Regions from separate parts of the Mus musculus genome. Here regions 1, 2, 3, 4 and 5 are each linked to region 6. A link is a contact called in public Hi-C, Micro-C and promoter capture Hi-C data. All regions are on one chromosome and are shown on one strand. Each heading gives the region's core, a stretch centred on a gene start, on an enhancer-like site or on the middle of the called end of the contact. The rest is flanking DNA. Distances are from core to core; before and after follow the strand shown. Region 1 has its middle 40 kb from the start of Gm40153. Region 2 has its middle 62 kb from the start of Gm40153. Region 3 holds the start of Npnt (nephronectin). Region 4 has its middle 10 kb from the start of Gm40153. Region 5 has its middle 39 kb from the start of Tet2. Region 6 holds the start of Ppa2 (pyrophosphatase (inorganic) 2).

The links. Promoter capture Hi-C pulls out the DNA fragments that hold promoters and counts their contacts. A called contact is a pair of places that touch in the nucleus more often than the background predicts.
Region 1: a Micro-C map of the G1E-ER4 cell line shows a contact between it and region 6. The contact joins the enhancer-like site here to the promoter of Ppa2 in region 6. A contact is called at or near these places in 2 of 39 promoter capture datasets (cranial neural crest and second pharyngeal arch cranial neural crest), 1 of 15 datasets of contacts at CTCF or cohesin (embryonic stem cells), 3 of 484 Hi-C or Micro-C datasets (the G1E-ER4 cell line, Th1 cells and bone marrow-derived macrophages), 1 of 115 datasets of contacts at active chromatin or transcription factors (effector CD8 T cells) and 2 of 9 other capture datasets (adipose tissue and liver).
Region 2: a contact with region 6 is called in a promoter capture Hi-C map of liver, with 2.2 times the contacts expected there. The contact joins the enhancer-like site here to the promoter of Ppa2 in region 6. A contact is called at or near these places in 7 of 39 promoter capture datasets (embryonic stem cells, frontonasal cranial neural crest, hippocampal neurons and 3 more) and 1 of 9 other capture datasets (liver).
Region 3: a contact with region 6 is called in a Micro-C map of embryonic stem cells, with 5 times the contacts expected there. The contact joins the promoter of Npnt here to the promoter of Ppa2 in region 6. A contact is called at or near these places in 4 of 39 promoter capture datasets (embryonic stem cells and stem cell-derived epiblast-like cells), 1 of 484 Hi-C or Micro-C datasets (embryonic stem cells) and 1 of 9 other capture datasets (pancreatic islet).
Region 4: a contact with region 6 is called in a Hi-C map of myocytes, with 2.7 times the contacts expected there. The contact joins the enhancer-like site here to the promoter of Ppa2 in region 6. A contact is called at or near these places in 5 of 39 promoter capture datasets (the C10 cell line, cranial neural crest, embryonic stem cells and 2 more), 2 of 484 Hi-C or Micro-C datasets (muscle stem cells and myocytes), 1 of 115 datasets of contacts at active chromatin or transcription factors (fibro-adipogenic progenitors) and 2 of 9 other capture datasets (adipose tissue and liver).
Region 5: a Hi-C map of B cells shows a contact between it and region 6, with 22 read pairs. The contact joins the enhancer-like site here to the promoter of Ppa2 in region 6. A contact is called at or near these places in 5 of 39 promoter capture datasets (the C10 cell line, the HPC-7 cell line, embryonic stem cells and 2 more), 7 of 484 Hi-C or Micro-C datasets (B cells, the Ba/F3 cell line, CD8 T cells and 2 more), 4 of 115 datasets of contacts at active chromatin or transcription factors (embryonic stem cells and microglia) and 3 of 9 other capture datasets (liver, macrophages and pancreatic islet).

The regions. Positions count from the first base shown.
Region 1 is chr3:133,621,939-133,625,698 of GRCm38.p6, reverse strand. No RefSeq gene overlaps it. Among named protein-coding and RNA genes, the nearest start is that of Gm40153, 40 kb to the left of the region's middle. Within about 2 kb of position 2,043, at least 87 of the 459 cell types and tissues checked have an H3K27ac peak or open chromatin away from gene starts, as enhancers often do. A contact at or near this core is called in the G1E-ER4 cell line, Th1 cells, adipose tissue and 1 more, where this site is marked.
Region 2 is chr3:133,723,984-133,727,473 of GRCm38.p6, reverse strand. No RefSeq gene overlaps it. Among named protein-coding and RNA genes, the nearest start is that of Gm40153, 62 kb to the right of the region's middle. Within about 2 kb of position 1,718, at least 3 of the 459 cell types and tissues checked have an H3K27ac peak or open chromatin away from gene starts, as enhancers often do. A contact at or near this core is called in liver, where this site is marked.
Region 3 is chr3:132,948,588-132,952,283 of GRCm38.p6, reverse strand. Npnt (nephronectin) reads left to right here and starts at 1,993. Exons shown (of 14, transcript NM_001287101.1): 1 at 1,993-2,311. The coding sequence starts at 2,241.
Region 4 is chr3:133,671,895-133,675,408 of GRCm38.p6, reverse strand. No RefSeq gene overlaps it. Among named protein-coding and RNA genes, the nearest start is that of Gm40153, 10 kb to the right of the region's middle. Within about 2 kb of position 2,153, at least 47 of the 459 cell types and tissues checked have an H3K27ac peak or open chromatin away from gene starts, as enhancers often do. A contact at or near this core is called in muscle stem cells and myocytes, where this site is marked.
Region 5 is chr3:133,581,662-133,585,312 of GRCm38.p6, reverse strand. No RefSeq gene overlaps it. Among named protein-coding and RNA genes, the nearest start is that of Tet2, 39 kb to the right of the region's middle. Within about 2 kb of position 1,757, at least 97 of the 459 cell types and tissues checked have an H3K27ac peak or open chromatin away from gene starts, as enhancers often do. A contact at or near this core is called in B cells, the Ba/F3 cell line, CD8 T cells and 4 more, where this site is marked.
Region 6 is chr3:133,308,802-133,312,269 of GRCm38.p6, reverse strand. It overlaps Ppa2 (pyrophosphatase (inorganic) 2), which reads right to left and starts at 2,160. Exons shown (of 12, transcript NM_146141.2): 1 at 1,989-2,160. The coding sequence starts at 2,130.

The DNA.
Region 1 (3,760 bases), core at 794-3,293, 310 kb before region 6:
TTTGTGTTGCTCCACTTAGAGGTTTAGGTAAGGGAAGACAATAGATGGATATTGGTTCATTTATTTCTACAAATCTTGAGCTTCATGCATGCAGCATGCTCTTCTTGGAGCTTAAGATATACTAGTAAGACAATGAAGATCTTTTTTCCTTATATTCAAGTACAAAGCAAAAGAAAGTAGGCCGGTGGGTTAGAAGACGTATACCATAGGAAAGGGAGAAAATACAGGATGACATCAGGAGTTCCAGAATGTACTGTGGGCAGTTCACAGCCCAAAGAGAATGGTCAGGGTGCTATTGCCAAGGTGAGATTTGACCATTTTTGCTTCAAGCAATGGGGCTAGCCCCAAGGATATTTGAAATGGCATGTATAACTTTCTTCTTCCAGCTCCATAGATTTGTAATTTTTGCTAGTGTGGGGCTCAGAAGATGTGGTAAATTTCCCAACTTGCCAGAGTATTTGCTTTTGACTCACACAATAGCTTTGGTGAGTAAGACTATAGTCATTTTGTTACTGCGATGGGACATGAACGAGTGGGAACAGGAACAGAGAAAGGAGAGGCTCTGCCACACTGAAGAGTGGGAAGCCGGTGAGGGGCAGGGACCTTCTCTCTAATCTGAGATTAAGGAAGGTTCTGGAAATATGTGGGTAGAATTAAGTCAAGAGGTAATCATTGGGACACGGCAGCAGACTCCTTTAATCTCAATGCTGGAGAGGAAGAAGCAGAGGCAGGTAGACTTTCAGGAGGTGGAGGCCAGCCTTGTGGAGAGTTCTAGACCAGCCAAGTCAGACCTTGTCAAAAAACAAAAAACAAAAACCAAAACCAAACCAAAACAAAACCTCCTAACTCACTCTACTTCCTAAATGAACACCTTCATTCATTCCTCTTTAGTAAGTTTGAATGATCTAAGCCTGATACAAACATGACTGACACATTTCAGGCACAGTGTACCAAGGAGACAGAGGTGAAGGTGGTGATAATGCAGAAGGGGGAGGGGCCACTGTCCTTAACAAGCTACTGTGACATGGCTACTACACAAGCACCCATACCAGAATAACCACAAGTTAAAAGATCACAGTAAAATAGATTTGTCACACTCTAAGTCAAAAATTAACATTATTTTTCAAAAGACTGAAACTTAGAAGTCATGTTTTCATGTATGATTTGTTGTAAATTGTTGTAAATGTCTTTCCTACCAAATTCCAAAGGCCTGAAAAGTTTTGGTAATCTTCTCGCTGCTGTTAATAACTCAGTGTCTCACTGGGGGCCTAATGGGCACCTTCCCCCACAGTCTCCTCGCCTATAGAAGCAGAAGAGAATGCAGATTCAGACAAATGAGACACTGGAAAAGGTGATGTGACAAGACACATTGGGGCAGCAATTAATAACAGACCATCCATGCAGAGACAAGTGGCTGCACACACAGGAACTCACACATAAAGTGGCTTATCTTAGGAACATGGTTTCTGATAAGAACGTGACAGTTGTGGTCTCCCTAGTTGGTGGTGGTGTTGTATGTAAGCTGGAAGTACTCAGATACTAGAGAAAGACACATTCTCCTCAGCTGTATGTCTCAAAAGTCTCCCCCAAAACTCTGATGACAAGATAACATGTGAACCATATGTAGACACTGTTTAGTGCCATATGATATTCTACATCCATAAGCAGGTTGGTACTTCTACAGAGGGAATTATAAATATATAAATATAAGAGGAAAAAAATAAGTGACTCTTTCACAGAATACATCCTTTATTGTTCTCCAGACTCCATCATTCAAAGGAGGTGGGGGTTTTGGATTTGGGTTTTGGTTTTGGGATTGTTTTATGCTTTTATCTCAGTGCTGACCCTTTCCTGTTTTCATTGCTATATGAAGTACAACTGACTGGAAGGTATCACTTTACCATCCTGACCATAAGTTTCCTGCTGTTTCCTTTGCTCTGTTCCACCTTAGATGCTAAAATGCTCTGTCTCAGAGAAGGCTGAGTCCCCAGCCCTGCATATCTTCACAGAGACGACAGCCCAGCAACACAGCAAAATGACAGAGCCATTGTCTGCGCCCAGCATAGGACTTCCCCCTTTGTATGAGCTGAGTCACATTTTTTCCTGTTGTCAACTTGAAGGCCGTCCGTTGATGTATGATAGGGCTATCTCGCTGATGTATAAAGGCAGGCAGAGAGGTCCCCTTCCACGTGTTTGCCTTACCTTGGACCCTTACCAATTAGAAGCTGCCCACTGGCTCAAAGAGATAAGGCATGGCTTATTAAGGCTCAGACAGAGCACTGAATGAACTAATTTCTGACCATTCACTTCTCGTAGAATGGTTCCTTAGGTTCCTGCCTTGTGCAATCTTACTGATTTTAACAGAGGCCTTTTGGGATGTGTAGATGCATTTTCTGCCTGATATCTGTCCCATTGGCACGTGCTTTAAAACCACAGATACATTTGGTTGGCGGGCACATTGTGAAAACAGGAAGTCAAAGGATGGAAGCAACTGTGAAATAAGCCTAGCAAGTCAAGTTTCTACTTAGGAGCCAAGACAGGAATACTATTCTGAGAAATAACTGAACAAAAGGCAAAGGTCTATGTCTCTCTCAAGAAGGAGGAGTGCCCAGGCAGTGCCTAATTATAATAGTTTCAGTGCCTTATAACCAGTGAAATGGTTTCAGATATTAATCCTCAGTACCACTGGTAGACATGATAAAATCTCCCAAATTAAGAGAAAGGCATGATGACATCTGCAGGCAGAGAAATGTTTGAGATGATACAGTTGTCTGATAATCACCATAGCAAGGAGTTTTAAAAATACATTTTCTGGGGCTGGAGAGACAGTTCAGCAGTTAAGAGCACCAACTGCTCTTCCAAAGGTCCTGAGTTCAAATCCCAGCCAACCACATGGTGGCTCACAACCATCTGTAACAAGATCTGACACTCCTCTTCCACAGTGTCTGAAGACAGCTACAGTGTACTTACATATAATGAATAAATAAATATTTTTAAAAAATAGATTTTCTGTTCTAATTTAGACTCACTGTGTATTCAGTAAGCATCTACTAAATGCTTCCTCCAGGAAAGGCCCTCTCAGAAGTATTATGAGGCACGAGGCATCCATCCCTTAGCCTCTGAGGTCATACCAGCACTGTTCTGCTTTCTCACGCCTTCAAAGCACCTGTCCTCAGAAAGACATTTATTTTGTCCATGGTATACTTTCAAAAGAAGGTGATTTAACAACCATGGGGGAGATCTTTTTAGATACCCTCAAGTCAGTGGATATTCTGAACGTGGAAAAATATTAGGATGAAATTGTGTGGCCAGTTGTGTGGACTAGTTTTATGTCGAGTTGACACATGCTAGAGACACCTGGGAAGAAGGAACCTCACCTGCAGAATTATCTTCATAAGACCAGGCTGTAGGCAAGTCTCTAGGGTGTCTTCTTAATTAGTGATTGATGAAGGAGGACACAGCCCACTGTGAGTTGAGTCACTCCTGGGATGCTGGTCCTGAGTGCTATAAGGAAGCAGATTGATCGTGCCATGAGGAGCAAACCAGTAAGCAGCATCCCTCCATGGCATCTGCATCAGCTCCTGCCTCCAGGTCCCCGCCCTATCTGAGTCCTTGCCCTAACTGCTTTCAATGATGAACTGTTATAAGGAACTGTAAGCGGAAATAAACCCTTTCCTCCCCAAGTTGCTTTTGGCCATGGTGTTTCACCTCAGGATTAGAAACCCCAACTAAGACACGGGTTTTAGGCAAATACCAGGAA
Region 2 (3,490 bases), core at 469-2,968, 420 kb before region 6:
GGTAGATAGTATAGTGTATCAAAGTGCTAGTGGTGATATTTTTTGTAATATAACCCCATACATAATCTTTGCAAGCACCTATCTGAATGAATGTCCTTTTAAAATGTGTATATAAGTTCTTCAATATTTTTCAAAGACTGATTGGCTTTAGATAGTTTAGGGAACAGCTGGCCCATTCGCATAATTTAAATTTTAGCGTGTGACTGCTGACTTTAAGGACACACAAAAACATTCTCTAACACAAGTAGATACAAACAAATCCCCTAGATTAGGTTATGTTTCAATGCCTTTTATTCTGTTTATTTTATCTTATGCTATGTGTTTTGCCTGCATGTGTGTATCTATACTAAATGCATGTGTGGTGTCCTCAAAAATCAAAATGGACCTTGAATTCCTTCGGCTGGAGTTAATGGTTGAACTATCTTGTGGGCTCTGGAACCCATCCCAGGTGCTTGGTGAGAACAACAGATGCTCTGAACCACCGAGCCATTGCTTCAACTCTTCTGCTGCCTTTAAGTGGCAGCCAGAGCAAGGATTCCAAAAGCTTCACAATGCACCCGCTGTCTTCGAGCTCTTCTGCAGTACCGCTGTCTACATCCCCTGAAAGCTCACCGTTCCCAAAGAAGTTCTCTAAGCAGCCATTGCTTTTCAGTGATTCTCAAAAATCAAATACTGAAATTCAAATCTCAGAAGAAGAAAAACATCTTGTGTGACACTTCAGTCCCATTTTCTCCTACTGGGTTCACAGAGTATTATTAACAGGGCACATAAACATGGCCAAGGGATTCTGTGTTTAGATAATGAGTGAATCCTTTAAACCATCCTTTTGTGGTTGATGCTCCATCAATGGAACATCTAGCAGATTCTTTTTATAGAGATATAATTTGATCTGCAATGTCCTGGAACATGTTTTTCCAGCTACTTGGCTTCAAGTTTATGCTAATTGCCAGCCATTCTCTCACAAGTTCTGTGGCACACAGAAACAGTAAAATCTACATTCCCCTCCTAGAATCATTGAGAATGAATCAGAGAACTTTTTGTAGAATCCACTCAGGTACTAATTGAATGTTTGCTTTCTTTTTAACCCCTTGTTGTTCTGAATTTCATTTCCCTTATGACACAGTTACTCTCATACTACTTACAATTTTGCAACCTTATACTATTTATAACTTCTCAGTATGACCTACAGCCTTGTAAACAGTAATGGGAAAGTAATATTTTGAGCTCCACATACGAGGCTGGATTAATTGTTTTGAGTGCATTTTCTCAGGAAAAGAAAAAAAGCAAAAGACAATTTAACAGTGAACTTGTATTGATAGTCAAGAAATACGGGTGTGAGAGTGAGGGCTAAAGAGGTGGCTCAGTAGTTAAGAACACTTATTGCTCTTGCAGACACCCTGGGTTTGGTTCCCAGAGTTCACATGAGATCTCATAACTATCAATAACTCGAGCTCTAGGGGAGCCAATGCTTTCTCTGGGTCTCTGTGAACACCAGCCATGCATGTAGTGTACATACATGATGCAGGCAAGCACACACTCACATTAAACTAACAAACAAGCAGACAGAAAAAATATAATAAAAAGCAGTACAAGATATTTGGCTTTTTTTTTTAACCATGAAAAGATCAATATGTTTTAATTAGTGCTGTGTTTACTCAAAGAAGTAAGCTAAGCTGCAGAAGAGCTCTGTCAAAAATCAACATCCTGGGCTCATAGTTCAAGAAAAAGCTTCTAAAATTGCGTTGACCCACAGGTAGCCTTGGTGCTTTGCAAAAGACACAAAAAACACACTGTGGACTTTTTTGCTTTATTTTGCTTTGTTTGGCTTTTTTTTTTTTTAAATCGGTCTGTTGCTTGTGTGTTTTGTTTTGTGTTTTTGTGTTTTGGGAGGGTATTTTGTTTGGTGTTTGGTTTTGTATTAAAATTCTTTCAAAACAAAAAAGACAACAAACAACAACTCAAACTCAGCTAAAAAAAATATTGGGGGGTGGGCTATGAGGAAGGATGGACTAACAAAGCCTTTAGAGACCTCTGTATTCAGACTGGTACCTCTTTCAGATCTCTAACCCCAGTTATTTGTGCTGGTTGCCCCACAAGTCCTCCAGACCTTAAACTTCATATGGAAAGTGCATCTGAGGCCAGGCCTGAGCTTCCTTCCATTGTAGCCTTTTCCCTCAATCTCAGCTACCATGGTTCAGAAGAGGTGAGGCAGTGACTCAGAGACTGGCTTCTTCACACTACTTTGGTGATACATCTCAAAGTATATGGTTTAAGGAACCTTTCTACTACTAAGAAAACATCTATGCTGTATTCATAAAACCAGCCTTAACACCAAGTCATGATCCTGAAATACACACAACTCTTATTTTATTAATGTCAAACAAATAATATAATTATGTCACTTCCTCTTTCCAAACCTTCCCATAAACTGATCCTTACTCTCTTTCAAATTCATGATCTCTCTTCTCATTAATTGCTGCAAAACAAACATATAAGTGACATTATGTGGACTAATCATGTTGTATTTATGCACTTAGGAATGTGTGTGTGTGTGTGTGTGTGTGTGTGTGTGTGTGTGCATAAACTGTTTCTTTTAATGTCTACCTTATGATATCAAAGAACTATTCCAAATTTACCAGACTCAGGCTTCTCAGAATTTCCCTATGTCCAAAGTTTGCTTCTCACACAGAGCTATGCACCGTCACCCTAATTGAACTTAACTTTGGTGTTAAAGCCACAAAATTATGAAACTTCAAATAATTTGCAGACTAGGTATCTTGTCAAGGTTGTGACTCCCTTAAGCTGGTCTACCTTCTAATGCTTTCTGGTGAACTACATCTTTGTGTCCTTTGCTCCTCTTTCAAATGAAAGAGGTGACTTCTGCCAGAAGTATATAATGTGGGAACTATAAGATATCAGAACATGAAGGAAATATCAGTGGTTTCAATGTATTGATGAGACAACTAAGGGCCATGGTTAGCACAGCTCTGTGATGCTATACAGCTCCCGGATCTTAGTTCACTGCACATCCCTAGTTAGAAATGTCCACTGTGATGGCAACAAGCCAAACCAAAGTGCCATTTAATTTCTGACTGACCAGTGACAGAAAATGGTAGATATCTGCACTGCCAAGTGAAAGATGAAGAGCCTATAACTACATTGGGCACATAACTCTTAATGGAGATAATTTTATTAATGTATTTCAATTACTTTTTCCGAAAACTTACCATATGCCTTTATGATATTAAGATAATAATAACATTGAAAATACCAACCCCTCTCTTTAGATAGAAGGCAAGTGTCGAGAACTGGGGGAAAGCATCAGCCAGATGAAAATCACATTGAGCTGTATTAGTAGAGAGACAAGGTTAATTAACAAAGCATGTTTCAACAATAAATAACAATAAAAGAAATGGTCTGCTGCCTTGTGGCATAAGACATCCCACCCATAACTCAAAGCACTAAGAATTAAAATTCAATCCATTGAATT
Region 3 (3,696 bases), core at 744-3,243, 360 kb after region 6:
CAGACAGTGTGCCTGTCCATTCAACCTATTTAAGCCTTGTGCCAGCCAGTGGGCCGAGCACCCAGGATGTACTGACACGAGAGGAATTACCTTTGGCTTCTTGTTGGCTAGAAAGACCTAATGTGGCAGAGAGGCAATGACAACATAATTTGCCAAGAGCTGCTCTTGGAGACATATAATATTATAGAAGTCCATATAATAGAAGACAAGCCAAAAAATTATATAAGCATGGATCCAAAAAGTATAAGTGGAGATTGTTCAAGTGAAGGAATGTGGAAGTTTTCTGGGCCAAAAAAAAAACAAAACAAAACAAAAAAAAAAACCCTACCTATGTCAGAGAAGTGTGCAGTCACTGTCTTATTTCCACCTATCACTCTTCTCCCCTCTTCTGAAGTTATTCTCTAGCCTGCAGGTTAACCCAACCATCCACTGTGCCAATGGAGCTCTTTCAGGAACCGAACAGGAGCCAATAAGCAATGCATGCCACCAAGGAGTGGGGTCGGGAAGCAAGCCTACATTACACTGACAAACATTTGACTTTTCTGCAGAAAAAAATATTATGCCTCTTAGACTATTTTGGACTTTGTTAGAAGCATCTGAAATGGATGACACCAAGCTGTTTGCCTCAAACAGTGTCCCAAGCCTGAACCGGCAAGGATAATTTTCTGAGATTAAAATAGAAACTTCTTTTGCTAACAGAAGCAACTTGGAAATCAAAGAACTATTATTTTTCCTTTTCTTGCAGAAAAGTCCTGTTTTTACACATACTGATAAATCAGGATAGTGTAACCAAACTGGCACAGAACTTTTCGTTAACAATTTGAAGTAGCAGAAACCTTAAAATGATGCGAACGGAGTGACAGTTGAATGTACGGTAGCAAATACTTTCGATTAACATTTATGAGCACCTACTATGTGCCAGGCAATGTTGTAGGCACTAAACAAAGATAGCTCTTCTTGGAGAGTTTACATTACAACAGAAAGAAGACATAGATAAACAAATTATGCTGTAAGAGAAAAGATCAGTACAATGGGGGGGGGAAGGCAAAGTATGGCTGGACGTGACACCAGAGGGGAAGATAAGAATTTTAAACAGCATTCATATTTGGCTTTTAGGGTGACTTTTAGGCAAGGAAGTGAGATTCAGCTATACACACAACCTCTTCAATGCATGCCTAGAGGGTGCCAGGCCAGGAGATCATGGACTGAAGAGAGAGAGGACAGGACAGCCAGCCATTGGGGGTATGGCCTAAGGACGGGAATGATTTAAGTTTGAACGTATATTTATGAAAATCATTTCTTTTCAGTCCTTTGGTGCAATGCTTTTTATGATAGCTCAGTAACTACTTCAAATGGTTCTAAAGAGGTCCCCTCAAGACCAGCTACACCACAAGCTAAGTGGTAACTAACTCCCCTTCCTCTGGGGTGGAGCACTTGCCCTACCCACGGGGGTGCACCAAGTGGAGCTTCAGGACACAGACAGTTTTCCAAGGTTCTTCTCTTTCTCCTGAGCCCAGAGTTCTTCTTCAAAATTCGACCTGAGAGCCGAACCCCCCCCACCACACTCCCCACCCCCGTTAAAAGGTGCAGGGATATTCCAGCTCTGTAGGAGAAGCAATCTGGGTCTGCCTGCCTTCATCAGTCCAGGAACCCCTCCGGTAGGTGCAGAAAAGTTGGGTTCTCCCCTATAGACCACCTGTGTGTGTATGTGGGGGGGCATCTGTCTACCCCCACAGAACGCGTACTTCCACTTCCAACCCCACTGTCGCCCCAGCCTCTGGCGGCTGGGCTCACTTTTTCAGGCAGGTCACCCGACAAGCCCTCTCCCTAGCTCTGCTCCCAACTTTTCTCGCAGCCCGGGGGCAAGCGCCACCCGTGGCCGAGGCTGCCTGCGCGCCGCATCCCCGCCCCTGAGCCGCCCCTGCCCCTGGGGCCCGGGGAGGGGCGAGCCCCGGCGCGCGCCCAGGGCACCAGGGCGGCGGGGCAGGGAGGGCGGCGGGCTGCGCGGCGCGTCCCTCCCGCCTCGCCCCTCCCCGCGGGCGGCGCGGCTCCCGCCGCAGCGCCTCCCCTCGCCAGGAGGGAGCCGGAGGGGCTCTGCCAGCCCGCCGCAGACCTGCCCGGCTGCGCGCTGCGCTCTGTGCGTCCCAGCAGCCGCGGGTGCCGCGCCGAAGGCGGCCGGGAGATCCCGGGACGCGCAGCTCCCCGCAACCTTCAGCGTCCCCGCGTCCCGGTCCTCCGGCATGGCTGTGCTCCTAGCGGCGGTGCTCGCGTCCTCGCTCTACCTGCAGGTGGCTGCCGACTTCGACGGGAGGTGAGGCGGGTCTCGGGTGCCCTCCCCTTTCCCTCAGGGACCTCGAGTGGAGCAGCCTGGCTCCGGGCTCAGGAGAAAGAGAGGCTCGTGCCCCGTGTGCGGTGAGAGCGGGCAGGAGCAGGGACACAGGTGACGCGTGGAGCGTCCCTACAGCCAGTGATCAGGATGGACTGTGTCCCGAGGGGAAACTTGCAGGTGACCCGGCGATTCGACAAAGGGTGGCGGCGAGGACCGTACTTGGAACAAATGGCACCCGAGGGCTCTCGGTTTGTGGTTCGGAGGGGGGACGGTGTACACAAGCTTAACATGAGTACTGAGAGGAGGCGCTCGGGGTGCGTGTGTGTGTGTGTGTGTGTGTGTGTGTGTGTGTGTAGCACGCGGCACCGCTCAGACCTGGCGGGCCTGACTGTTGCTTGCTCTGACAGGTCCCAACAACCTCCGGCAGGGTCTCTGCTGTCACTCAGCGTGTCCCCCCAAGGCAGCGCACCGCGCGATCTCCCCGGAGATCCCGGGCTCAGTCCCCACTGAAGGCCTCAGCTGGACAGGTTTCCCGCTGGCTCACACCACCACTCACCCCTGTCCCCATCCCTCAGAGCTTGTCCCAGGGCTGCCTTGAAGATGCCGCACCTGTTTTACCTGCAATCTTGGAACGAATCAATTCCAGGATTGATTGGCTTTCCTGTCCCTGGAGGGGACCAGAGGAAAAGCCTCGGAGCGCGGAAGAAAAAGGCACCCGCTCCCGGTTCACCACCTGGTCGGAGGAAATAGAAGTTGGGGTTGTTTTGTACTTTGAGCCTGAGGGTAAAGCGAAGATGAATTGAAGAGATAAAGAGTTTAAAGAAGAGTGGAAAGCAGCCAGAGGCTAAGCCTTTTATTTTCCAAAAGCAATTCTTTGCCCACATTTGGATTTGTGGTGCATTACTTTGGGGCACACATATTTACAAAGAAACACACACACACACACACACACACACAGCCTAGGTGTCCATTTACAAAGAAACACACACACACACACACACACACACACACACACACACACACACACACACAGCCTAGGTGTCCAGAAAGTCTGGTAGGTGTGAATCTAAACAGGCTAACAGTCACAGGTGTAAGTGTGATCTGATGCATAAATCTGCATCCTAAACTTGGAGTCTCTCTGGGTACACTTTACATCGGAGAGGGAAATAATGTGGATTGCTGATGCAGACAGCTTGTAAAATACGAGGACACTTGAGACACTCTTCACGGCCTGGTTTTGGGCTTTTCTTACAGCAGTGGTGGGGAAGAGGAGGAGGAGGAGGAGGCAGTTGTATAGAAAGAGCTTGGTTGGTTGCATTTGATTTTTGAATAAGCTCCTCTTCTTGCCCATTTCCTTATCTGCCCTT
Region 4 (3,514 bases), core at 904-3,403, 360 kb before region 6:
CACTCAGGATGATGCCCTCCAGGTCCATCCATTTGCCTAGGAATTTTATAAATTCATTCTTTTTAATAGCTGAGTAGTACTCCATTGTGTAAATGTACCACATTTTCTGTATCCATTCCTCTGTTGAGGAGCATCTGGGTTCTTTCCAACTTCTGGCTATTATAAATAAGGCTGCTATGAACATAGTGGAGCATGTGTCCTTCTTACCAGTTGGGACATCTTCTGGATATATGCCCAGGAGAGGTATTGCTGGATCCTCCAGTAGTACTATGTCCAATTTTCTGAGGAACCGCAAGACTGATTTCCAGAGTGGTTGTACAAGCTTGCAATCCCATCAACAATGGAGGAGTGTTCCTCTTTCTCCACATCCTCGCCAGCATCTGCTATCACCTGAATTTTTGATCTTAGCCATTCTGACTGGTGTGGTGGAATCTCAGGGTTGTTTTGATTTGCATTTCCCTGATGATTAAGGATGCTGAACATTTTTTCAGGTGCTTCTCAGCCATTCAGTATTCCTCAGGTGAGAATCTTTTGTTTAGCTCTGAGCACCATTTTTAATGGGGTTATTTGATTTTCTGGAGTCCACCTTCTTGAGTTCTTTGGATCTGGAGGGCATCATCCTGAGTGAGGTAACCCAATCACAAAAGAACTCACATGATATGTACTCACTGATAAGTAGACATTAGCCCAGAAACTTAGAATACCCAAGATATAAGATACAATCTGCAAAACACATGAAACTCAAGAAGAACGAAGACCAAAGTGTGGACACCTTGCTCCTTCTTAGAATTGGGAACAAAGCACCCATGGAAGGAGTTACAGAGACAAAGATTGGAGCTGAAATGAAAGGATGGACCATCTAGAGACTGCCATACCCGCGGATCCACCCCATAATCAGCCTCCAAATGCTGACACCATTGCATACACTAGTAAGAGTTTGCTGAAAGGACCCTGATATAGCTGTCTCTTGTGAGACTACGCCGGATCACAGGGCCCCCAATGGAGGAGCTAGAGAAAGTACCCAAGGAGCTAAATGGGTCTGCAACCCTACAAGTGGAACAACAATATGAACTAACCAGTACACCCCCGGAGCTCTTGTCTCTAGCTGCATATGTATCAGAAGATGACCTAGTCGGCCATCAGTGGAAAGAGAGGCCCATTGGTCTTGTAAACTTTATATGCCTCAGTACAGGGGAAGGCCAGGGCCAAGAAGGGGGGGGGGTGCAGTGGGCGGGAGGGTTTGGGGGACTTTTGGGGTAGCATTGAAAATGTAAATGAAGAAAATACCTAATTAAAAAGAAAAAAAAGAAAAAGAAGAATGGAAATGAATACTTTAGGGAGAAAAAAAACAAGTTAAAAATTCAATTATATGATAACACAAAATACATAAAATTATACAAATTTATAAATAAAAAATGGTAATAATAACAATGATGCCATAGATGAAAAGCAAAAGAGAGGAGGGAGGGAGGGAAGGACAGAGGGGAGACTGGTTCTTTTCTCTTCATGGACGCTGCAGACTAATTACTTCTTACTTCAGTAAAGAGCTTCCTTCTAACCTGGTATGTTGGCATATGCCTTTAATTCCAGCACTCAGGAGCCAGAGATAGCTGTGTTTTAATCTAGTCCATATAGGAAGTTCCAGGCTAGCCAAAAGTACATAGTAAGACCCTGGGGGGAGGCAATACATATACATATGTATATGTATGTGTATGTGTATGTGTATGTGTATGTGTATGTGTATGTGTATGTGTATGTGTATGTGTATGTGTGTGTGTGTGTGTGTGTGTGTGTGTGTGTGTGTGTGTTTAAAACTCCCCCACTCCCCATCCAAAAAAAATAAAAAACAAACAAACAAACACTTCTCAGCTAATGATCTTAGGATGGATTGCAGCTTATCTATCAACTGTTATTATGCTCACAGTTATCTACACTAAAGAACTCCATTTCCCAGAAACCTGTTTCCATATCATTCAAAAATAGATTGTGCCAATGAGACATTCATAACATTTGGAAGAGAAGTCACTTTTCTCGGAGCAGCTGTTGGCAGGCGAATGAGATCATCGTTGGCCGCACTGCCTGGCTGCCGACACATCTCCCAGGAATCACCTGCTATAAGCGGGCTCTGAGATCATCAGCAAAAGTTTCCAGTGGCCACAGACACCGGCCTGAGAACAACTCTCTGCAGTGCTCCTACAGCCAGGTTCATAAGCAGTGGCTACCCTGCCGCCCTCCCTTTTCAGATCTGCTGAAAGGGAAGCTTCCAGCCCTCATCTACAGCTCTCCTATGGCGAGGGGCCAACATCTTTCTATCCAGAATATTGGAGAGATTTTTGCTCTAGACAAAATCTGAACATGCCACAATAAAAATGTTCAGTCAGTGCATTAATCCAGGGATTTAAATCGTTCATGTTTGATACTTGCTGGGCCCTGTGTTACACATGAGAGAATTCAGTGGCAAGCCAACAAGCAGCTGTCTCCACTGTGTGTCTTCATTAGCTCAGTGAAGAACAGATTATAGAATATAATGGGACCAATGAGTATACACTCTAGTGGCTCCTTTGAGGTATGACAGGACTTCTTTTCAAATGGTGTAAAATAAAAGTTGGAATGGGTACATTCTTACTATCACCACCACCAGTTCACACAAGAAAGAAATTCAAGACAAATTAAATACTACATTACAACCAACAGAAGTTTGGCAGAAACCCTGGAAGTATGACTAAGTATTTTTAATGCGTCTGAATTGTATGATACTACAATGGCATGAAGCGTGTAATAAGACAAATACTTCATCTTCATCCATGGATCATCTGCAAACTTAAAAACAGTCTTCATACATATATTTAAATCTGATATATACTTAAATTTTATTTAATTTTATATTTCAATCCTATAAATATATTTATAAGCATTTAAACCCTTAGAATTCAGTATAGAGGAGACAATATGAATGCCTCCTCTGGGTAATTCTAACCAGGAAAAGACAATGTGGAATTCATAGCCCATCAATTCAATGTGGCAGCCCATCGCTAACACATTTATCCATTTTATGTTATAAACTACTTAGTGTTAGAAACTATCGAACATTTGGGAAAATTAGTTATTTTGGTAGGAACTTGAAAAAATTGTGGATGAACAACTATCTGGCTTTAGTCAAGTGACAGTAAAACAACAAAGTTCATATAAATCTTCTTGGCTCTTTATATCTCTTCAAACCTGTGTCCCCAAATTCTCAGTATAATCAAAGGGACCTCTTGTCATCTCTGTCAGGTACTTGGCTGCCCGACGTCTGGTGACATTGCTGAGTACCAGAAGTAAGCTTTGTTCTTCACAACCAAGACTCTACCAGACATTTGACTATTAAGACATTTTGCTGCATAGTTTGTGTGCATTGCATCCTGCAGAGCATAAGAGAGGAAGATGTATGTGGTCTCTGTCCTGGGGGGTATTAACGTGGGGGTAGGAGCTCAGAGAAGCTGTAGTCCCAGGAGACAGAAGCACACACAATGAA
Region 5 (3,651 bases), core at 508-3,007, 270 kb before region 6:
AGTGATGAAATGCAAGTCACACCCTCAAGGGAGAACTGCCGTTTCACTCTGGAACATGCTTGTGACATCGGAGTTATTGCTGAGTGGAATTTGTCACCAATGAGCAAAGCACTAGACTCAGAAAAGTGACCACAAACAACAAGCCAATTATAAGTCTTGAACACTGTCTCAAAAAGATTTATCTTTATTTGAAACACATGAGTGTTTTCTCTGCATATATACCATGAGGGAAGTGACTGCAGAGGCCAGAAGGGGACACTCATTCTCCTGGGGCTGTCACAGATGATTGGGACATGCCTTCTCCTCAGGCTGGAGTCACAGGAGGCTGTGCACAGCCCTGAGAGTGTTGAGGCCTGATCTCTCATCCCCATCAAAAGCAACAAGGGCTCTGGCCTGCTGAGCCATCTCTTCAGCTGCTTCTAAGACAGTCAGTTATCTCAAGAAACAGGCAAGAGTCTACAGAGGGAAAAGAAAAGAAAAATTAAATGTAAAAATAAAATAAAAGAAAGTGTCCCAAAGTTTAACCCAAAATAAAAGATAAAAGAGGCTTTCCAGAGAAATAAAAGACTAGTGTGGAAGCCTAGGGGGTAAAAAGGAACAAATGAAAGCTACCCAGAATAACCACGGAAGCAGGCAGTGGAAGGGCAGGAGGTATACTTGATCCATGGGGAACAGACTAGCTCCATCTGAAAAACCAAGAAGGGTAAGCTAGAGCCCAGAGATATCAAAATATGTGTCATGAACAGCATGACAAGGCTGTGAAAGCTGATCTCTGTTAAAGAAACCTCAAATGAACAAATGCACAGGCCTTGCTGGAACCCCGGACTGTAATAATTTTGTAATTTGGGAAGAATTGGGGAAATCTGGGCATGAGTTATAGATACCACATTGCTACAGTTTCTAAGAATAATAACAGCACTGTGGTTATATATATATATATATATATATGTGTGTGTGTGTGTGTGTGTATGTGTGTGTGTATATATATTTATATATCATTATTGCTTAATGATATATGTGGTGTTTAAGGACCAATAAATTTCTAGAATGCTTGATGTTACTGTCAACTAATTGAGACAGAAATCATATTGTAATAAAAGACAAAGTGGGTCAATCCAAATATTGATAATTGATGATGTTAGTGATATAAATTCATAAGCAATGTTGTATTAGTCTTGGCATTTATCTGTAAGTTTGAAATTTTAAAACTAAAGTTGTAGGGCTGCAAGGATTACCTGGTAGTTGTTTCTACTCTTCCAGGAGACCTGAGAGTTTGGTTCCCAGCAACTATGTCAGGTATTCTAACCACCTGTAACACTAGCTCGGGGGATCCAAGGTGCTCTTCCGGCTTCTTCTGGGCTCTTCTGACACTTCCACACATGTGACATGCATTCACACACACACACACACACACAGAGACACACACACACCACATAAAAATACTTTTTTAAAAAGCTGAATAATTTTTCCCAAAGTGAAACCTCTCACGAGGAAGTGTGAAGGCCCAGCACTCAGAACAGTGACACTGAAGGATCGTGAGTTCCTCGGCAGTCTGAGCCACAAAGTGTGACTCTGTCTCACAGCAAGAAAAAAATATATTCACAGAAGTTTTTAATAAGTAAATTATGCTGGGCACGGTGTATAGTATACGCCTTCCATTCCAGCACTCAGGAGGCAGAAGCAGGTAGATCTGTGTATTCAAGGCCAGCCTGGTCTACAGAGCAAGCTTAGGCCAACCAGGGCTATATGGTGAAATCCTGTTTCAAACAAACAATAAGTAAGGTGTTTACAGGCAAAAATTTAAAACTCCCCAACTAGGTAGCATACTACGTTTTCGGAAATGCTCAACATTTGTCCAACTTCCTTCACCAGAGGGAAGAAAGATGAATTTTTTAAAAACCCCTATACTAATTATTGCTGAATTCTGCAAATAAGGACAGGAGATCTTTGGAGGTTAGTGCTATTCTTCTAATCAGAACCACAGGGGTTCTCCCCTGCGAGTGTGGACAGGAGCAGTTACACTGTGGTATCTATTGGGTAACATCGAGAGTCAAAAATAGGAAGCTCTAGATGCAAATTAAGTTTGTGGTTTAAAAAAAGAAACAGAAAAAAAAAAAAAAAGAAAAAGAAAAAGTTGAAATTTTTTTTTGAAGTAAACTAGCCCAGGGGAATTTCTTTCCTCAATTGAGGCAGCTGTGTGATTTCTTGAGGGGAAAGGCAAAAATGAGGTAATGTGACAGGAACAGCCATTTGCATCATGTATCTTAGGCCGATATGGTGGAGAATCACCTCGTGGGTAGCCTGTCTCTAAAATGAGAAGTAAGATGAATGTGTGTGCTTCTCCAATAGTCTAAAAGGTGTAAAGCCATTTTGTACTATGACTGTTCGCACACGGGGTAATGGGCTTCACTGTGACATTTTCACACATGGGTAGCACAGAATGTTTGCTCACCCTTACCTCCCTCTGCTCCACTGTCCCCTGGCTCCTACATTGTCCCCTTCTCCCTAAATAGTCCTCTTTCTGCCTTCACGTCTTTCATATGTGTGTGTATGTTTTGTGAGAGGTATTCTTCCCATGAGAGAACATGTCTGTTTCTCACCCCCCATAACCTCTTCTTCCCACCTCCCTCTCCTCGTCATCCTCCACCCACACAATCCCCCTCATATTTAATATCACATATATTTGAGGGGATGGAAACCTTCAAAGGGAGCCTTCCCTCAAAGGAAAGAATTCCTGCTCATGAGACATCATTTACTATTGCATCAAGTTTATGCTGGCTACGAAGGATAAAAAGAAATAGTAAGGCCAGGGGCCGTCATTTACACTCAGAAAGTGACGGGGGTGGCCAGCTACATGGGACAGAAGTGAGAGGAAGGAGGGAGGAAGAAAGAGAGGATGAGCCTTATGCAGTGAGACAGTCATCCCAGGCCACTTACTGCCACAGAAAGAAAACGCTCAATAATACGGAAATACTTATTACTGTTGCCGTCTGCAAACCAATTCTAGACACATGCAGTCCCTTTCAACCTCCCACACTGTAGAAAGAGAAGATGCCTTGTGAACCACAGCTATCTATATTCTGACTCGACCTGGGGAAGGCTAAGTATGGGAGAAGGCAAACTGCTGCCTTGTGGCCCACTTCCCATTACAGCCAGAAAGAGCTGTTGGTAAACAGTTGGACACTGTGCAGCAAAGTTTACCAAACTGAATAGAACTTTTGACGTGTCAGACCCAAGTTCTCTCTTTCATATTAACTGCATCAAGTTACATTAACACTGCATTAGTCCTCGGTTTCATCTGGGGCTACAGAAACATCTTTTCAAGGAATGACAAGAGGCTTTGAGATTAGAAAACCTGCTTATGACAATTTGATGCAAGCAGTTATTTTTGGTCTGTGTCTTTATAATGCTTCCATTTATAGTGGTTCTTTAAAAAAAAAAAAAAAGCTTAGTTTTAGAAGAGCTATGTTTTACAGCGGGACCTAGAAGGGGGGCTGGAGCATTATGTAAATTTGAGGTGAAATCTCTTGCATCTTCTAGTTGTGGGGATCCTGAGTCGAATTTCTTAGTAACTCTCTGTACGTCTGACTCCCCATATGCAAATGAATACAAGAAGCATGCCTAAGTATGTGTGATGTGCGGGCAGTCATA
Region 6 (3,468 bases), core at 911-3,410:
TGGTTTGAGCTGGGGAGATAACTAAATTGGCAAAACCCTTGGCTGTGCAAGCAAGCAGTAGGATGTGAGTTTGCTCCCCAGAACCCAGGTAACAAAACCAAGCAGGATGGTGCATGCTTATTGTCCCAGTCCTGGGGAGGCAGAGACCAACAGATCTCGGTGGCCCCTGGCCATCTAGCCTCACCTACCTCCAGATCAGTGACACGCTCTGCCTCAAAAAATACAATAAACAGCACCCAAGGATCAAGACGTCATACTGCTGGCATGCACCTGTGCACAAAGAACCTGTGTTTGCCTGCGCCAGTAGTCAGGGGTAAAGTGGGGCTCCATAAACCCCATGCAGCGTCTCAATTTACTGTTATTCCATTAATTCTGTCACCGTAGAAAGACTACTGTGTTTCTGATAGGAGACATTCATGACATATTACTGCACTTATTGAAAACCCAAGACACGTCCACCGTATTATACCCACAGGCTTTTCTGCTTGGGCTTTCTGCCATTATATAACAGCATCTCTTCTGGAAAACACTCCCAGTGGCTGTTACATTGTAACTTTGGGAATATAACCCATTCAGAAATGAGCACACATATTAAGGGCTTCCCTTCCTTCTGTTGTTTTATTTTTATGGTTGCTCTTGTTTGGAGACTGTTGTCTACCCAGGATCCGGTTGTGTACACACCCTCTTTTAAAAGACCTAAATCCATCTCGCCTCAACAAGAAACAAGACAGGGTCTCTTGTAGAGGAGCAAACAGAAACTAATTGTGAAGAAACTATTTATTATAAGATTTATTACAATGACAAGAGTTTGCCATTCGAAGTGCCCCATGTGTTCAATCCAGGAGACAGAGGGAGGTGTACTACTGTGAGTTCCAAGCTGCCCAGGGCTGCCCAGTGAGGCCCTGTCTCAAAATAATACAAAAAAAAAAAAAAAAAAAGAGTTTAAGCTAGGTTTGCTCCTTTATCACAAAATAATCTTCAACCTTCAGCTCCAGAAAAGTAACTGTAAAAATCAAAGTACAGTTATTAATGATTTCAAGTTATACTATAAGTCCGGTGACTTCTTTGAACATACATAGCCGCTTCTGCAGCCCTATCTTATAGGGGAAAAAAATTCTAATACTTAGCAAGTTAAGACACTCATCCAGCATGGGGGTCTCGGAACAAGATTTAGCTTCACCTCTTCAGGGCGGAACCTCCTAAGAGGTGTGCACAAGCCTTGACATTGCAACCGCTCCGCTACCTGGTATTAAGTAAAGGAGGCCTGAAAGCAACCCATCTACGTGGCTATTTTCACGCGATTGTTAACGAGACCTACAGAGTGAAAAGAAAAAGGAAAGTGGCCAGGAGCTTTTCTGTCTTTGGCGTCAGCCCAGGGCAGCCCAGACGGCCCTCTTTCTAGGTTTTGCTCAACGTACAGGGCAAGAAAAGGCACCACATTCTCGCCAGAACGCCGGCCAATCTCCTGCTTGTGGATGGCATTCAGGGTGCAAACTTTTAGGTTAAAAACTCAGTTGACTGTTGCTGTTTTTAAGTTAACCTTACCAAACAAAAGGTTTCGTGATGGCGTTGTGCACACAAGCCTATCCCAGCGCCTGGCTCACATTCTCCTCCCACTTCCTCCCTGCCTGTACGCCTGCGCTGACAGCAAGGTCGCGGTCGCAGGCAAACTCGCTTTCGGAGTGAAGACCCCGGTCCCCAAAGTTCTGCGGCCGTACGGAGGCGGATGGGCTTAGCAGCGCCCAGGAGGCGGCGCGGGCGAGCGGCGGGCCACGGCGCGGAGGTCAGCGGGAGGAGCTCAGCGCCGCGGGCCGGCTGCGGTCGCTGCAGAGGGCGGTTGGCCCCGCGCCACCCTGCGCACCGAGACCGGTCCCCTCCGCAGCGGGCTTGGGCGCGGGCTGCGGACCCGGCCGGGCAGAGCAAGGCAGGGCAGGGCACGGCGCCGCGGCCCCTCCGCCGGCCGGCGCGGAGCTGGGCGAACGACTTACTGAAGAACAGGCGGTAGTCCTGCGAGCGGGGATGGCCCAGCTCCTCCGTGCGGTACAGGGACATGACGCGGCGCGGAGGGCGGGCGGCGGCCCCCACGCGCCACCCTCGGCCGACGCTCAGCAGCGGCAGCAGCGCGCGCATGGCGGACGGTCTGCGAGAACCGCAGGGTCGGTGCTGGGCCCGGCGCGGCCGCTCGACGGCGCCCCCTGCCGCCCGGAGCCCGCACTGCCTCCCCGCGGTCGGCCTCAAGTGGCATCAAGTCCCACCCTCTTCTGCATTCCTGGGGCCACCTACCTCTCCACTTTGCTCCACAAGCCCTCAGAGGCCGAAGACCATCAAGACAAGGACCTTAGAAGCCCCAGGAATTCACCACCACGCACCCACTCACACACTGTCAGTGTCTGCGGTCAGACTTTGATTACATTAATGTAGCACTTGGTTGCATGCATACCTCCAGAAATTTCTAAAGGAACATCCAAGCCGGAAGGAGGGAGTGTACACACACGCGCGCGCGCGCGCACACACATACACACACACACACACACACACACACGACTATAATGTATAATGATCGAGCGTCCTTGTGAAGACATCTGACACAGATTTATCCTAAATCTGTAATTCCCTCAAACGCCACTTCCTCCATAAGGCCCTTTAATATTTAACCCAAGTACAGGTAACTTTTAACTTCTCTGCAATTGCATACTTCACAAGTATTTCTGTCTGGTCCGGTGGCCACAACTAGTTACAACAGCAGTCTTTGCAGTCTGGTCCAGTAACAACGGGAGCTGTGGTTCTAAGGAAGGAACCAACCATTGCCCTTTTCTGTAGACCAGTTGATTGGGAAGACCTCACTGGAATGGTCTTCCGGACCTCTACCAGTTTCTGCTCCAACTGTGAGCAAGGCTCACATCCTCACCTACTGGGTTCTTTCTGCATCTAAATTGTGACAGTTAAAACCCAAACTGGTTTTACCCAGGTTTCAGAAAGGATCTCTTAGAGGTGCCACTAGCCACTTAGACATTGCTTAGCCTAGTCTCTAAAAAATTTTGACATTAGTGGCTTTGTAACACGTCAACATGATTAGGCGGAGTTGCAAGCTAAGTTGTCCTATAAAAAATGGAAACATTTCCTTCCTGCGTTTATTTCATTGATTTATATGATTCTGCCTATGTTAAAAAAAGAAAGCTTAAAATTTCACCTAAACTTCAAATATTGGATATTTGAGAAAGAAATTCCTACTGAAACAAGGTTCTGGGCTGTCTAATAGTCTAGATTCTTAAAATTAGCATCAAATTCCGGGTATGTGATTTAGGAACATATTACTTTATGGCATTAAAAAGAAATGGCTTGATTTTGAACATATAAAATCTCATCTTTCATTTTCTATAATTTACTGAAATACCTGTGGATCAAAACCGAATATACAATACATGTTATGAGAACAAAGTTGGCTTACTGGTTAATTTTAAAATACAA